Regions from separate parts of the Mus musculus genome. Here regions 2, 3, 4 and 5 are each linked to region 1. A link is a contact called in public promoter capture Hi-C data. All regions are on one chromosome and are shown on one strand. Each heading gives the region's core, a stretch centred on a gene start, on an enhancer-like site or on the middle of the called end of the contact. The rest is flanking DNA. Distances are from core to core; before and after follow the strand shown. Region 1 holds the start of 4930579G18Rik (RIKEN cDNA 4930579G18 gene). Region 2 holds the start of Supt16 (SPT16, facilitates chromatin remodeling subunit). Region 3 holds the start of Chd8 (chromodomain helicase DNA binding protein 8). Region 4 holds the start of Tox4 (TOX high mobility group box family member 4). Region 5 holds the start of Mettl3 (methyltransferase like 3).

Region 1 (2,748 bases), core at 81-2,580:
GACCATGGACACCAGTGAAAACAGACCTGAAAATGAGGTGCCTGAGCCTCCTCTGCCTGTTGCAGACCAAGTCAGCAATGATGAGCGCCCAGAGGGTGGTGCTGAAGAAGAGGAAAAGAAAGAGGTAACTAGCCAAGCCACCTGTTGGGGAGGGTGGGCCGAGCGTGGGCCTAGGGAGAATAGACCATCTCAGCCATCCCTCTTACACAGTGGGATGACCTAAAGGGGATAAGGCTATCCTTGGATCAGGATAGGGCAAGGGAGAATTCGCTGGTTTAGCAAGGGATGCCCCTTGTGATAACAGACAAGGTCTTTGATTTCCTTTCCCTACATGAAGCAGTGATATAGACCAGGCTCCTAATTTGGAAGTCTGTTAATGGCCCTTTTTTTTAGAGAGAGAGGGGGGAGAGGGAGGCGAGGGAGAGAGAGAGGAGAGAGAGAGAAAAACCAAAAAACCCAAGTGCAGCTTTCTTGCTGCTGAAGCTTCTGTGAAGCTAACTCCTTGAGCTTTCCCTCCTTTTTAAAAGCTTAATGGCACTTGTCGCCACCTAGTGGGGCTTTGGGTCTCTTACCGAGTCAGCCATGCTGAGGAATTTTTGTTGCTCTTCTGCCCCCCAGTGGTCTAATTACGGAAGTGTAGCTTCTTAGAAATCCAAGGGGTGAACCACAAGGCCCTCTTAGGTTTTGTTTTGTTTTGTTGGCACAAATATTACCACTTTTTCCTATACCCAGTTCAAGAGGCTTCCCCCATTGGAGCCAGCGAGGTCTTCTTGACCCTTAAAGAAATAGAATTAGCTGGGTTTGGGAGTGGTATTATTACAGGGTGGGAGGGGCTGTTGTGTGTGTAGCCTTTCTCTGGTGTGTGTTGCGGGGGTGGGGGCCGGTGAAAGTGATTTGATGTGCAGAATATTATTTATTACAAGGTCCTTCTTCCCCGTAAAACTTTGTCCAAGTACCTCATGTACGGTAATCCGCCCGTAAAATATAACCCTGCCCAACTGGCCAATCGCTGATGCCGCCTCTACCTCTGGACCCACCCGCTGCTACCGAGCCGCCCAATCAGAGCCGAGTGTGCTCCCGGTGTCTTGGCCAGAGGGGCGTGTCTGTGGGCGTCTGTGATGGGCCCCGCCTCCCTTCTTGCTTACATCGGGGCTGAGACGAGCACTGTTCTGGAGAGACTTGTACTGAGAACAAGAAGCATTTGGAAAGGGGTGGACTTGAATCATCGCCCTACTCGGGACACCCCAAGAAGAGTTGTGCCAGTGCTGGGGTGCCTGCCCACATGCCCTTACCTGTCAGAGACTGTGGGTTGCCTTGTTTGCTACAGACTGTTGGGATCCCCATCTAGGGACCAAGAAACCTAAGAGAGTCAGATGTTTATGACGACAGTGCCGAGCTGTAAACACTTGAGTGGGGCCGGTGGCCTAAGCTTTGTTGACTAGAAACCCTGCAGAGAAGTCTGGGGGTCTGTACCCAGGGGCTTAAAGCTGATGGCAGCCCAGCCCGCGTGTCACCACTTGCTCTTCAGATGGACTTTCCTTTGGTCCCTGCTGTCCATGGTGAAGGGCAGCATCGTGTCGGTCGCTTCAGCTTCTCCTCCATCCCTGGAGGCAGGGACTCACTCACCCACCCAACCGGAACCACTGTCTCAGCTGCAGTCCCTGAGGAGGTGCCAACGACAAACCGGAAGACATACTCTGAGCTTGCTGCTGAATGTGTACCAGGTCCTGGGGAAATTGACTACTGCCACCCCCGGGCTACCTTCATCAGAGGCTCCATGATCCTGCTCGGTGACAGGACCTCTCCCCAGTTACACTCAGAGGAGGAAGGGACTTTGGAGTTGTCACCTGGATCCCAAGTGTTGGCTAGTGGCACTGCTGCAGCTTGTCACTGGTGGACATAGGGTCCTGCCTGCCTCATGAAAGAAAGGCAAGGAGCATTCCTGCCGCTCACAGGCCGCTTGCTCATTCATCAGGGACTGCAAGATGATGCCCTACAGGGCCAGGACTGATGCTCTGCCCCCATTCCCCCCTCTGCCCCTCGCTGAGGCTGGCCATCGCCAGTGAACTGTTTTGACATCTTGGAAACTGGGCAGCGTCCCCCCACACGATTCCCTCCCGCCCCCCCTGCGCCCCTGGGAGGACTCTGGCAGTGCCACGCTGACTACCACGCCGTGCGCCCACCTTTTTTGCCAACCCAACCCCCCACCAATTGCACAGCGCCTAGCAGGGAGGGCTCATTCTGATTGGACGGCGGTTGACTAGATACAGTACACAGTGAGGTGCGATTGGCTGAACTGAAGATCCCAGGTGTGAGATGGTACCTGGAACATTTGTCATATTCCTAGTTTATTCTTTTATTTTCTACCTCTTCTTTAATCTTTTATTTTTATAATTTATTTTTTTATTTCTTTGTTGGGTTTATTTATTTGGTTCGTGTTTTTCTTGTTTTAATTAAGTTATTTTGTTTAATTGGTTTTTTGGGTTCTTTTATTTTCTTTCTTTTTTGTTTTTTTTTGTTTGTTTGTTTGTTTTTTTGGTTTTTATTTATTTCCTTTTCTCACTAACTTACCCATCGTGAGCAACCTAGCTAGGGGTCAGGCTGGCTCTTAACACAGACCAAGGAGACTTGGTTAGATGACACAGGTGGGGCTGGGGGTGGGAGGGGAAAGGAGATTAAGGGGGTCCTGCCCTACCCGTTAGAAGGGTGGTAGGGTGGTCTTAGTTTTTCCAGAAATAAGCACCTATA
Region 2 (2,748 bases), core at 130-2,629, 2.5 Mb after region 1:
ACTCCAGTGAAGATGCTGACGACTGAAGCCCCATATAGACCCGTGATGGGTGGCTGCTGGAATCCCTTACTCTGGCCCTTGGACTTTGGAAATGTGGGAGGGGCAGGGAACAATATGGGGAAACCCAAGACTTCAGGAGGTGAAAAGAAAAAGAAAAAAACAAAAAACAAAAAAAAACAAAAAACTTGTACCCAATTGCTCCCAATTTTGAGAGGATTGGGTGGGCAGGGGAACTCCTAAAAAAAAAAAATAATAAATGACCACTTCCTCGTTTCTGGGGAAGCAAAGGAGCTTAGAGCAGCTGGTGTGCTCACCCCTCCCCAGACGCCTCCATTAACCACAGACTATGTAGCGCTGGCCCTAGCCTCTGGCAGAGCCTGTTCCTGGCCAAACTGTGGCTACAGCTGGAGGGTCAGGAACTGTTACCTTCCTTCCCCTTGGCATTAATAAATTTAAGTTAATCCTTTTCCATTCTTCCTATGTTCTGTTTCCTTAAACACAATATAAGTACTGTTTTTTGCTGCGTAATTTAAACACCATTCTCCTACAGTTCAATACTGTTGCAACTAATAGAAAAGCCATTTGTAGTCCTCAATAGGCATATATAATGGCGGGTTATCCCGTTTGTTAAAGCCAAGGAAATGATACAAGATAAAGAGGTAAAATATTTTGAATTGTACTTCACATTCTTAAACGAGGATTAATTTCAAGAGCCATATTTTTTTTTTCAATTAGTCAGGATAACTATTCTTGGGGAAAGCCAGAGAATAATGTGGCTTTTCATGAAATACAGCAAAAGTACACGCTGACAAAAAGGGTGCCTTCACAACTTGGGTCTTCGCGAGGCTGGAAAGAACTACAAAGTTTAGGAGCCACTCCGAGCCATTTGTTTCCTTCCACCCTACCGGCCCATCTCTTAAAGGAAAACAGAACCTTTCCTTCCTACTCTGCTGCCCACCGCGCAGCTTATTCGCGAAGGTGGGCTCCGTCCCTCTGGGGTGCAGTGTTTGGTTGAGAGTGCCTTCCCCGGGGCGGTCACTGGCCTGCCCTGGGGCAGAGGACTCACTCCTGCGCCTGGCTGCACGCGGGTCCCGCTCTTTCTGCTCCCCTCCCTCTGCCCGCCGCCCAGAGCGCCCGGAGCTCGGAAAGTGGGCGGGTCACGTGACGGGAGCCTCTGGCGCCGGAGAGAGCTTCCAGAGCCCGCGAGCCCGCGCTGCACCTCGGTCTGTTGACTTCACTTTTGCGTCCTCGGTTGCCCTTCCTCCCGCCACCCTACGGAACGAGCGGTGGGTTTGGTTTTTTCGCTTTTTAAATCTTCGACGCTCTAGGGACCCGGAAGCGGAAGGGGATACCGGGCGGTCGGTACTTCCGGGTCACAGAGAGTGCGGGATTCCGGGCCGAGCGCGGGTGGCGGAGCTGGGACCTCGCGTGATTCTCGGAGCCCGACGGGAAGCGGCGTCCAGGGCAATGGCTGTGACTCTGGACAAAGACGCGTACTACCGGCGAGTGAAGAGATTGTACAGTAACTGGCGGGTAAGGAGCCCCGCGCCCCCGGGAGCCCCACATCCCATAATAGCCTGCTTCCCGGCGCCCTTTTCCCCCTCAGCCAGAAACCTCCGGCTCCGCCGCGCTCCCGCCTGCCCCGGCAGCGTCCGGCTCGCCGCGCCGTGCTGCGCCTGCGGGGTCCGCACGCGCCTGGCCCGCCCCGCGGCCACAGCGGCCCGCCCAGGTCCCGCCACAATTACCGTTTGCGGGAAAGGGGCGCGAAAGCTGTGCCCGGAGCTCTTGGCGCTCCCCGCTCCCCGGCCTCTGCTGGAGTTGAGAAATGCTGCTCCCGCGCCCCGCTGCTTCTCCTTAGGCCCTGCGTGGGTCACAGACCCAGCGCTGGGAACCTGCGGGCTCTCCTAAGAATTAATTGATGGGACGCCTCAAAGCCGGTTTCCCATGTCGGCAGCATACCGGGGGCACGTGTTGAGGAAAACGCTGTGGAAGTTCCAGGGCTTCTCCAAAGATTGGGCAGTTTCCCTGTTTTATAATCATAATTTCAAACTTACTTTTTTGCTAGTTAACTTGTTAACTTCACAAGTGTTTGATTGATTTCATACTGTCTGAACGGTCTATCGTCTGGGCTCTGAACCTTGTGAGTGAGGGGAAATAGAACTGATAAAAAAGAAAGCCGAAAATGCTCTGAAAAAATACCAACTCCGGTTTCAGCTTTGTAAACTATCTTATACTGATTGGTCCTCTCCATTCTTGGCTCCTGCATGTAATCCCATGATTTCTGAGGCTGAGGCAGGAAAATGACTAGTTTCAAGCCTGCCTGTGCTTCATAGTGAGACTGTATCAATCGGCTCGTCATTTAGTAAATAAAATTGAACCTTTACTGAAGTCGGTTGTTTTTCCTGCCTCATCAGAAAAAAGCCTATGTATCTTTTAAGCAAGATGCATTGCGTGCTGAAAATAATATAGGGTTTTTCACTTTATTGGCTAATTTTTTTTAGATGACTTAGTGGTCTCTATCACAAAATTATATTGTTTGGTCCTGAGGATTGGCCCTACCACCACCTCTGTGTTTTACCATTAAGCTATATCCCTATCCAGGGAATATTTACTGTCACTGTGTTATGATGTATGCAATGATGATAATCAAAAGCCCCCGTTTCTACAGCCAGCCCTGAAATAATAAACTTTTAAAGCTTTTTTTTTTTTTTAATATTTATGGGTATTTTGCATTCATGTATGTTTGTG
Region 3 (2,748 bases), core at 176-2,675, 2.4 Mb after region 1:
GTATATTTACAAACTACCTACACACGTTGTTCTCAACACTGCGATCATTTCTGATTCTACCTAAAACAGTGCGGGTGATGTGCAAATAGTTGACAAATTATATTGTTTAGGGAAAATGACAAGAGCAAAGTTTATAAAAATAAATAAATCTCTTTAAAAACAAATTTTGCAGGTTTTGCTGTGTTGCTCAAGCTTCCTTCAGGTTTGTTTGTTTGTTTGGGGGGGGGGGGTTGGTTCAAGACAGGGTTTCTCTGTGTAGCCCAGGCTGTCCTGGAACTCACTTTGTAGACCAGGCTGGCTTCGAAATCAGAAATCCGCCTGCCTCTGCTTCTCGAGAGCTGGGATTAAAAGCCTGCACCACCACGCCCGGCTTCCTCGAGTTTTCTAATACTGGTATTTAAACAAACAAACAACAACCAAAAAACCCTTCTTGTATGGAAATGTAGTCGGCAGAACTTTAGAAAATGCAGGAACACCTTTCTCAGTGTAGTTTGACCTATGGTGAAATTTTGCTTCTTTCCAGAATAAATGACTCCGTCAGTGTACCTCTGATAAGTCTTGTTTCCCAGTGTGTATTCGTGCGTAGTAATTGGAACTATTGGTAAATTTAAGGTCCTTTGCTTTTTAAGTGAAATTCCTCACTCCCGATATTACTAAATGACTCAGAATTTTGGGTTGCTAAAATCGGAACACTGGTCTAGGGCGTGGTAGCTCATGCCTCAAATACCATATCTCTGTGTTTAACGCCAGCCTGATATATTGAGACCCTGTCTCAAAAAAACAAACAAAACTCTAATACTGGAAAATCTGAAACGTGCATAGATAAGCAAGTAGAATGGCTATAAAACCCGTGTCGATTATGTGTTGATAATCCTGCTTGTCAAGGATCACCCTAGAAGTGGCATTCAGAAAAACTGATCGTTGGCTTCTTTGATAAACCAGCATCATTCCTACGTTTAAGAGGTGGTGGGGCTTGTTTCCAGTCTTGTTCAACGTTTTTCCAGAGTTCCTCCCCATGACTGACAGGCATCCTGAGTACATGAGAGGAGGGCATGTAGGGGCTGGACCAAAACGGACCAACAGAACTCCAAAAAGGCCTTCACATTCCTATACGTAATCGTGGGAGATCACCAAGCCAGTCGACCCAAGATGGCCTCCCGAGACAGGTAGCAGGTGCTGTCCGGGTTTGCAGCGCCCCCAGCGGCGGGGGTCAGAGGCCTGGCCTGCCAGCCCGCCGCCCGCTCCGATTTCCAAGCAGGCATATCTGCGGTTGCCTACGTACCCTTCCCAGCCTCAGGCCCTCCCAGCCTTCGGAGACTTCCTGGATGGCGCCCGGCTCCGGCCACGCCATTGGTAGATGGAGGGCGGTGGGCGGGCCCAGGCGCATGGAGGACTAGCAAGCTTGCTTGCGGCGAGGGCTGGCCGTGCTCCGCCGGAAGGCGCCTTGTTCTCCCGGACGGTGGGTTGCAACTCTTGCCCAGGGAAGGAAGCCGCAGGACTGGCTCAGGTAAGCCTGCGGCACGCGCGGCTCCACCAAGCCTCGTCGGAGCCTGGGCGGGTAGTGGGTGGGGTAACAACGTCCTCGCTTGCTCGCTCGCTCGCACCCATGCGGGTGCAGCGCCGAGCGGTGATCAGGTGCGGGATGCTCGGGGCTGAACCACTCTCCTTTGTGAGAGGCAGGCGCTGGGGACCGGACGGGCCGCGGGGCCGTGCTGGGACGGGCCGCGAGGGAGCTGCTAGGGCCAGCGTGGAGTTTTGGAGCTTGTCATGGCACTGCTGGGCGAGGCGCACATTCGAGACAGTTGCCTTTTTCTTCTTCCTCCTTTCCCAAGAAGAAAAACTCCCCTGCTCGGTTAGGTTACTCCATACGTTGGAGTCAGAAGTGCGAGGCCAGGGTTTTAGTTTGTTTTGGCTGGATTCTTTTTCCCTCTCCTCTCTTATCTTTAATGTTTTTAGTAAATGTGGGTAGGGAAGCCTGAGGTGAACGTGTTCGGATTTATTATGTTCCCAATTTCTGCGGGGCTGTTGCAAAGTAGAGGTGACGAGGAAACGAACAGCACAAGTCTTGTGTCTTCCTTGACAGGTCTGCAGAGCTCTTTGGTTTTCTGACACATTATGTAAACTCTTCACTAGAGGAGGACTGCCTCTTGGCGAATATTATTTAAAATTTGTTTTGGTTTTTTTGTGTCTTAATTTACCTGTTTCTAGTCGGCTTGCCATTGCTGCAGCTGTGCATACGCAGCAGCGCCTCTTTAAGGGGCAGTCCTGACGTCGTTAAAGGCTTCCCAGAGGAGGTATGTAGTGAACCAGTCTTCGCAGTGAGTGAGCAAAGTGAGCCAGAAGTCGGATTTTAAACGCTACGTAATTTTCTTTCAAAAGATAGACACAGTGAGACATCTCAGACACGAGTGAGGACCTTGCTTTAGCGATTTTGCTGCATTCTGCCATCACATCGATGTCCACAGAATCTCTGTTCTGAGTTTGTTAACTCAGAGACTGGCTTAGTGCCAACTGAGGTCGTTTTGGGGGGGCACATCAGATTCTAGGACATGGATTTGCAATTTGAATGTTTCCCTTATGTTGTTGCTGTTGTTTCTTTTGAAAGGATATCTGGCTTTCCATTTGTAGACCAGGTTGGCCTCTAACTCACTGAGATCTTCCTGCCTCTGCCTGGATTAAAGGCGTGCACCTCTGGCCCCTGCTGGGATATTGTCTTTTTGATTACAGAGTGTCTTCTGCCTAAAAATA
Region 4 (2,748 bases), core at 98-2,597, 2.4 Mb after region 1:
ACCCTGTTATTATAGTCATTTGACAACTGGAATCCAAAGGTGACATAGTCAGTCTGTGATCACTGGGAAACAGGTGCACTCTACCCCCTTCTATGTTCTCTGGCAGCTATTTCTTTCCCTCTGTCGTTCTTTAGCCAAGCAAACAGATGCCACATCAGTAGGATGAACCACTTTTATCAGAAAAGACATTTCAAATAAAAGAGCCCCCTATAGAATTCAAGAAATAACAACTGTCCGAAGTTATTCCCTGCTGGATAAACAACTTTCTTTATCTCGATTTCTTTACTGAAAAAATTTTTTTTCTTTCTTGCTGTCTCCCAAGATTGTTAGTTATTTCACCCCCAACCAAAGAACAATTCCTTTCGTTCTTCCTATTCAGAACAGAAACTCCTCAAACAAGCCGTCTCTTCAACATCCTGGTTTCCTCATGACAGCCGCTTTCGGTTCTCCCCCACCCCCACCCCCTCCACAGTCCTTAGAGGAGCTCGAAGCCTCGGCCACTGTCCCCTCCAGCTCCCGCCAGCCCCCGCGCTCACCCCCACCGTCCTTCCCTAACCGCTGCCTAGGCCCTCCGGCGCCCCAGCATCAGCAGCTTTTGCTCACCTCGGCTCCTGACAGGAAAGGGTGCGAGGGCCCAGTGATCGTCAGGTAATTGTCATTTCCTCCGGGAAACTGTAAACCAAAAGAAAGCCGCGGTGGGTGAGTGAGCGGAGCAGTGGCGTGCTGAGACCCCAGCCCTCCCGAGCCCCCCTGGCTCCTCGCTGCCCTGCATTCCCGCTTCCGCTTCCCCTAGTCGGCCGCGAACCCTCATCAGCCCTCAAAGACTCGGCACCCACCTCCATCTTCACAGCACCACTACCAGCGACTCAGCGTCTCCGCGTCCGCATCGCTCCCACCGCCCCCACTAGGTTCCGAGCGCGTCACTTCCTCAAGGAGAAAGCGTCGCTCTCCGATGATTGGACCGAGTCAGGGACGCAACCAGTCTCGATCCCAGCTGCCCGAAGGGTCGCTGTCGCCCCCTGGAGCTTGGTGGGATAATGGCATGTAGAAGAGCACTGGGTGGCCCTAGAGGCGGCGTCCGGTACAGCCGATCCAGCGAAGATTTCTGGGGGAGAGCAATAGAGACGCAGCTTGAGCTAGAAGGGCTGGAGCGGAGGCAAATAAGGAGACCCGTAGATTGAGTGGCTAGAGAGGTCGGAGGTAAGTGGCTGTAGAAATCGGGAGGACCCGGAACACAGACGCCTCGGGACCATGACTTACGCTTATCTCTTCAAGTACATCATCATCGGAGACACAGGTAACCCGCCGACGGACCGCCTTCGGAGTTGGGGCGGGGATCCTACCTCCAAAATCGGCTTGGGGGCGGGGCGGGGTGAGCGGAGTTGCGCGGAGGGGGCGGGGCGAGCCCCGGGGGCGGGGCTCTGCCCCTGCCTTAGACCCTGTTCCCTGTCTGGGAGCCAGCGGCTTCCCGGGTGACGTGCGTCTAGTGAACACCGTTCTTTCGCAGGTGTGGGGAAGTCATGTCTCCTCCTTCAGTTTACCGACAAGCGGTTCCAGCCCGTGCACGACCTCACAATAGGTAAGCTATCCCCTCGTTCCAGAACAGCTAAAAGCTAGCTGCCAGAACTGCTAAAGGAGAAAGTTACAGTCTCAGTATTCTAAATAAAAAGTTACTTCTCGGCCGGGCGTGGTAGCTCGCGCCTTTAATCCCAGCACTCGGGAGGCAGGTGGATTTCAGAGTTCGAGGCCAGCCTGGTCTACAAAGTGAGTTCCAGGACATCCAGGGCTACACAGAGAAACCCTGTCTTGAAAAACCAAAAAAAGTTACTTCTCGCTACCTTGGTCTGAAATCATGGTATATGAAAAATGATAAAAGCTGGTAAGTGGAGGATAAATGATTGAAAGGTAACTTTAGAGATGGATGTAAGATACTAGTTGCCGTAGGATTTTTTTTTCTTCCAATGCAACTTGTATGTTTATGGAAAAATCCCACGGAAACATGACTGCTTATTAAACATCTCATCTGTATTTTGTTATTAACTACCAGCTTCACATGTTTTTCAACATAAACACCAACATAGGATTCTTTTAAGTCTGGAGAGGTAAAAGCCAATGTACGGACATTGCAGTTCTTCCTGCACAGACACCTCCTCTAATCTCTTCACCTTCTCTTCTTTTAGGAGCAAATAGCCTCAGATTCATTATATAACCCACACTGGACACAAACTCCCAGAGATCCTCCTGCATTAGACTCTCCCCCCCCCACCCCCTCGGGACAGGGTTTCTCTCTGTGTGGCCCTGGCTGTCCTGGAACTCACTCTGTAGGACAGGCTGGCTTCAAAAATCAGAAATCCGCCTGCCTCTGCCTCCCAAGTGCTGGGATTAAAGGCGTGCGCCACCACTCCCAGCCTCACGGACTTTCGTAATAAGTTTGTTTTTGCGCCGAGACTGGCTTTAAGCTTCCTGGGTAACCTGACCATGATTTTGACTTGATCGTCCTAAATGCTGGGATTAGATATGCACCACTATACTCAGCCTGTTTTTTAGTTTCTTACTCATTGAAATTACATTCTTATTGTTCTGAGAGAAAAAAAAAGTTGACAGTGATTTTTTTTTTCCAAAAAAATATCTTTTTGATTTTTGTTGAGGTAATAGGTATTCAGAACAGGTATTTCATATAGCACCTTAAAGTAAAAATATTTATATAGAGTATGAATTCCTCATGCTATGTACAAAATACTATTTTGA
Region 5 (2,748 bases), core at 104-2,603, 2.3 Mb after region 1:
CTACTGTACATAAGACCATTCAGTGCAATAATAGAAATAATTTTACTTTAGTTTTTGTTTCTGGATAGGTTTGATAGCCAGCCCAGGAGATCTACTGTTCTCTGCCTTTCCAACACTGAGATAACAACTGCCTAGTCATGGGCTGGAGATAAGGCTCAGTGGTAAAGAGCACAATTTATTATTACAGAATTGAACTCAGGTTCAAACCCTAGCACCCACATTGTACATCACAATTGCCTGTAACTCTAGTTCACGAAGATGACTCCGTCTTCTGGTCTCCAGGGGAGCCAGGTATGTGTGTGTGTGTGTGTGTGTGTGTGTGTACAAACACACATATACAAATATTCAAACACAAAAATAAACCTTTTTCTAAATTAAGCTAAAACAATGTCTGCCACCCCACACAGCTTTGCCTTAAATTTATGTGGGTTCTGGGAATCTCAGAATCTCATGCTTTCACAGCAAACACTTTACTGAGCTACCTCCCCATTTCTTGCACATTTTCTTTTAAAAAAAAAAAAAAGAACAAATTTATTATATGTATATGAGTACACTGTAGCCGTCTTCAGGCACACCAGAAAAGGGCAACGGATCCCAATTACAGATGGATATGAGTAACCATGTGGTTGCTGGGAATTGAACTCAGGACCTCTGGGAGAGCACTGAGTGCTCTTACCTGCCGAGACATCTCTCCACTCATCCTGAACATTTTTAAAGAGTGCTCCCTCACGCTGAAAAAGATGGTTCCCTAATTAAGATGTTTGTCTTAGAATATGCCTGAATTCCCAGAACTCGGATATTGAGGCAGGAGGATTGTGAGTTGCAGAACCACATAGTGAAACTCCACTCTCCTTTCACACACTTTGTATAGAAAGAAAGAAAGAAAGAAAGAAAGAAAGAAAGAAAGAAAGAAAGAAAGAAAGAAAGAAAGAAAGAAAGAAGGAGGGAGGGAGGGAGGGAGGGAGGGAGGGAGGGAGGGAGGGAGGGAGGGAGGGAGGGAGGGAGGAAGGAAGGAAGGAAGGAAGATAATATTTAACTTAGAAAATCTGGGGCCTTAAGGGCAGAAATCTATGATACAGTGCTTGACCGTATGTGCAAGGACCAGAATATACAATCAACCAGACTAACAGTCTGTTCACTCCTTCCCGTCCATCCATCTCTCCACGCATACACCCACCCGTCAAACACTCACACTTGTTCTAGCCCTGCTATTTTAAATGCGTTGTCACTAACGACTTAAAGAAACAACATGGCGGGTCTGCCAGCTACCAACATGGCAAACACAGCCTCAGCGCTCCCGGAAACACGAGAGAGAACTACCGTGAGGATTACGTCCGGCTGGTTCGCCAACCGGAAGTGGCTTTTCATCTTGGCTCTATCCGGCTGGCCTTCGGGCGTCCTCGTGAGAATTAGATGTTTCTTAGTTCTAGGCTGGGGAGGTGCTAGTCCGCCGCGCCTGATTCGAGCCGAGTCCGCGCTGGGAGCTAGGATGTCGGACACGTGGAGCTCTATCCAGGCCCATAAGAAACAGCTGGACTCGCTTCGCGAGAGATTGCAGCGGCGACGGAAGCAGGACTCTGGGCACTTGGGTGAGGTGCGGGGTGGTCGGGGCGGGCCTGGGCGGGGCGAGAGACTCCTGGAGAGGAAGACAGCCCCGGGCTCTGCGCCCTTTCCGGAGCAGCCCTTTATTGGACTCCTCGATTGTTGGTTACCCCATCTTTCCCGAGTAGCTGAAACGCATGCCCACCTGCGGGAAAGCTTGCAGTGCCTCCTCCCGGGCGTCGGTTTTTCAAGCGTAACACCACACCAACATGGGTCCACTCCTCTCCTTGGGTCCCATTCCAGTCCTGTCTAGGAGAATGTTGCGTCCGTGAAGCCTCTCAGTACCTTATTCCGAGAGCCAGCAAAACCCGTTTTGTTGCTTCTGTGCCTGTTTTACCTTAGTTGTAACGTTTGCTTTGTCACTGTCTTTTCTTTCCCATGTGGGCGGGGAGCAAGGATTGCTTCTGTATATCTATCCCCAGAGCCCGGTTTAGCAGCCACAACAGGGTCCTCACTAGGACCTTCTCACTAGGACCTTAATGAATGAGTAGTGCAAGTGTTTACAAACGTAGCAAGAATCTGAAAACACTTGATTTTGGTCTTTAAACATTTTCCCCCTCCCCCTTGTATGACAAAGTTAGAAAAATTGAAGGCACTTAAAAGAGTACTACCCTAATAGCCTTCTCCAGCACAAGCTCAATTATTTAAGGTAAACCAGTTGCAAAGCTCTGCGAGAATACCGAATCCATACTACATGTGTGGGTAGCATGTCAGTGCTTTGCAGTATTCACAGCTCACAACAGCAGACCTTGGTGAAATTCAGTCTCACCGTAATTTGTGAACATTTATTGCATATCTACACTACTCATGGGTTTCGGCAAAAAGAAGACACTGCTGTTACCTTAAAGGAGCTTAAAAATCTATGTGAGAATCAAAGAAGATTAGAAGAAAAAGCAGGGAGAAAAACCCTTCATGGTGGCTCATGCCTGTAATCCCAGCACTTTTTTTTTTAAAAGATTTATTTATTTATTATATGTAAGTACACTGTAGCTGTCCTCAGACACTCCAGAAGAGGGAGTCAGATCTTGTTACAGATGGTTGTGAGCCACCATGTGGTTGCTGGGATTTGAACTTCAGACCTTCGGAAGAGCAGTCGGGTGCTCTTACCCACTGAGCCATCTCACCAGCCCATCCCAGCACTTTTTT

What was found. Promoter capture Hi-C pulls out the DNA fragments that hold promoters and counts their contacts. Capture Hi-C pulls out chosen DNA fragments and counts their contacts.
Region 2: a contact with region 1 is called in a promoter capture Hi-C map of pre-B cells, with 4 times the contacts expected there. The contact joins the promoter of Supt16 here to the promoter of 4930579G18Rik in region 1. A contact is called at or near these places in 5 of 39 promoter capture datasets (the 3T3-L1 cell line, cranial neural crest, frontonasal cranial neural crest and 2 more), 1 of 484 Hi-C or Micro-C datasets (CD4 T cells) and 1 of 9 other capture datasets (adipose tissue).
Region 3: a contact with region 1 is called in a promoter capture Hi-C map of liver, with 3 times the contacts expected there. The contact joins the promoter of Chd8 here to the promoter of 4930579G18Rik in region 1. A contact is called at or near these places in 1 of 39 promoter capture datasets (hippocampal neurons), 1 of 115 datasets of contacts at active chromatin or transcription factors (embryonic stem cells) and 1 of 9 other capture datasets (liver).
Region 4: a promoter capture Hi-C map of liver shows a contact between it and region 1, with 4 times the contacts expected there. The contact joins the promoter of Tox4 here to the promoter of 4930579G18Rik in region 1. A contact is called at or near these places in 6 of 39 promoter capture datasets (cranial neural crest, hippocampal neurons, liver and 2 more).
Region 5: a contact with region 1 is called in a promoter capture Hi-C map of pre-B cells, with 2.8 times the contacts expected there. The contact joins the promoter of Mettl3 here to the promoter of 4930579G18Rik in region 1. A contact is called at or near these places in 4 of 39 promoter capture datasets (cranial neural crest, hippocampal neurons, liver and 1 more) and 2 of 115 datasets of contacts at active chromatin or transcription factors (astrocytes and embryonic midbrain).

Annotation. Positions count from the first base shown.
Region 1 is chr14:54,649,093-54,651,840 of GRCm38.p6, reverse strand. It overlaps 4930579G18Rik (RIKEN cDNA 4930579G18 gene), which reads right to left and starts at 1,330. Exons shown (of 6, transcript NR_038053.1): 1 at 1,293-1,330; 2 at 573-776; 3 at 27-101. Acin1 (apoptotic chromatin condensation inducer 1) reads left to right here. Exons shown (of 19, transcript NM_023190.3): 9 at 1-124.
Region 2 is chr14:52,195,870-52,198,617 of GRCm38.p6, reverse strand. It overlaps Supt16 (SPT16, facilitates chromatin remodeling subunit), which reads left to right and starts at 1,379. Exons shown (of 26, transcript NM_033618.3): 1 at 1,379-1,533. The coding sequence starts at 1,468. Chd8 (chromodomain helicase DNA binding protein 8) reads left to right here. Exons shown (of 38, transcript NM_201637.3): 38 at 1-467. The coding sequence ends at 26.
Region 3 is chr14:52,256,437-52,259,184 of GRCm38.p6, reverse strand. It overlaps Chd8 (chromodomain helicase DNA binding protein 8), which reads left to right and starts at 1,425. Exons shown (of 38, transcript NM_201637.3): 1 at 1,425-1,507.
Region 4 is chr14:52,277,745-52,280,492 of GRCm38.p6, reverse strand. It overlaps Tox4 (TOX high mobility group box family member 4), which reads right to left and starts at 1,347. Exons shown (of 10, transcript NM_023434.3): 1 at 1,261-1,347; 2 at 837-1,105; 3 at 604-672. The coding sequence starts at 842. Rab2b (RAB2B, member RAS oncogene family) reads left to right here and starts at 1,098. Exons shown (of 8, transcript NM_172601.3): 1 at 1,098-1,297; 2 at 1,508-1,579. The coding sequence starts at 1,252.
Region 5 is chr14:52,303,729-52,306,476 of GRCm38.p6, reverse strand. It overlaps Mettl3 (methyltransferase like 3), which reads left to right and starts at 1,353. Exons shown (of 11, transcript NM_019721.2): 1 at 1,353-1,589. The coding sequence starts at 1,490.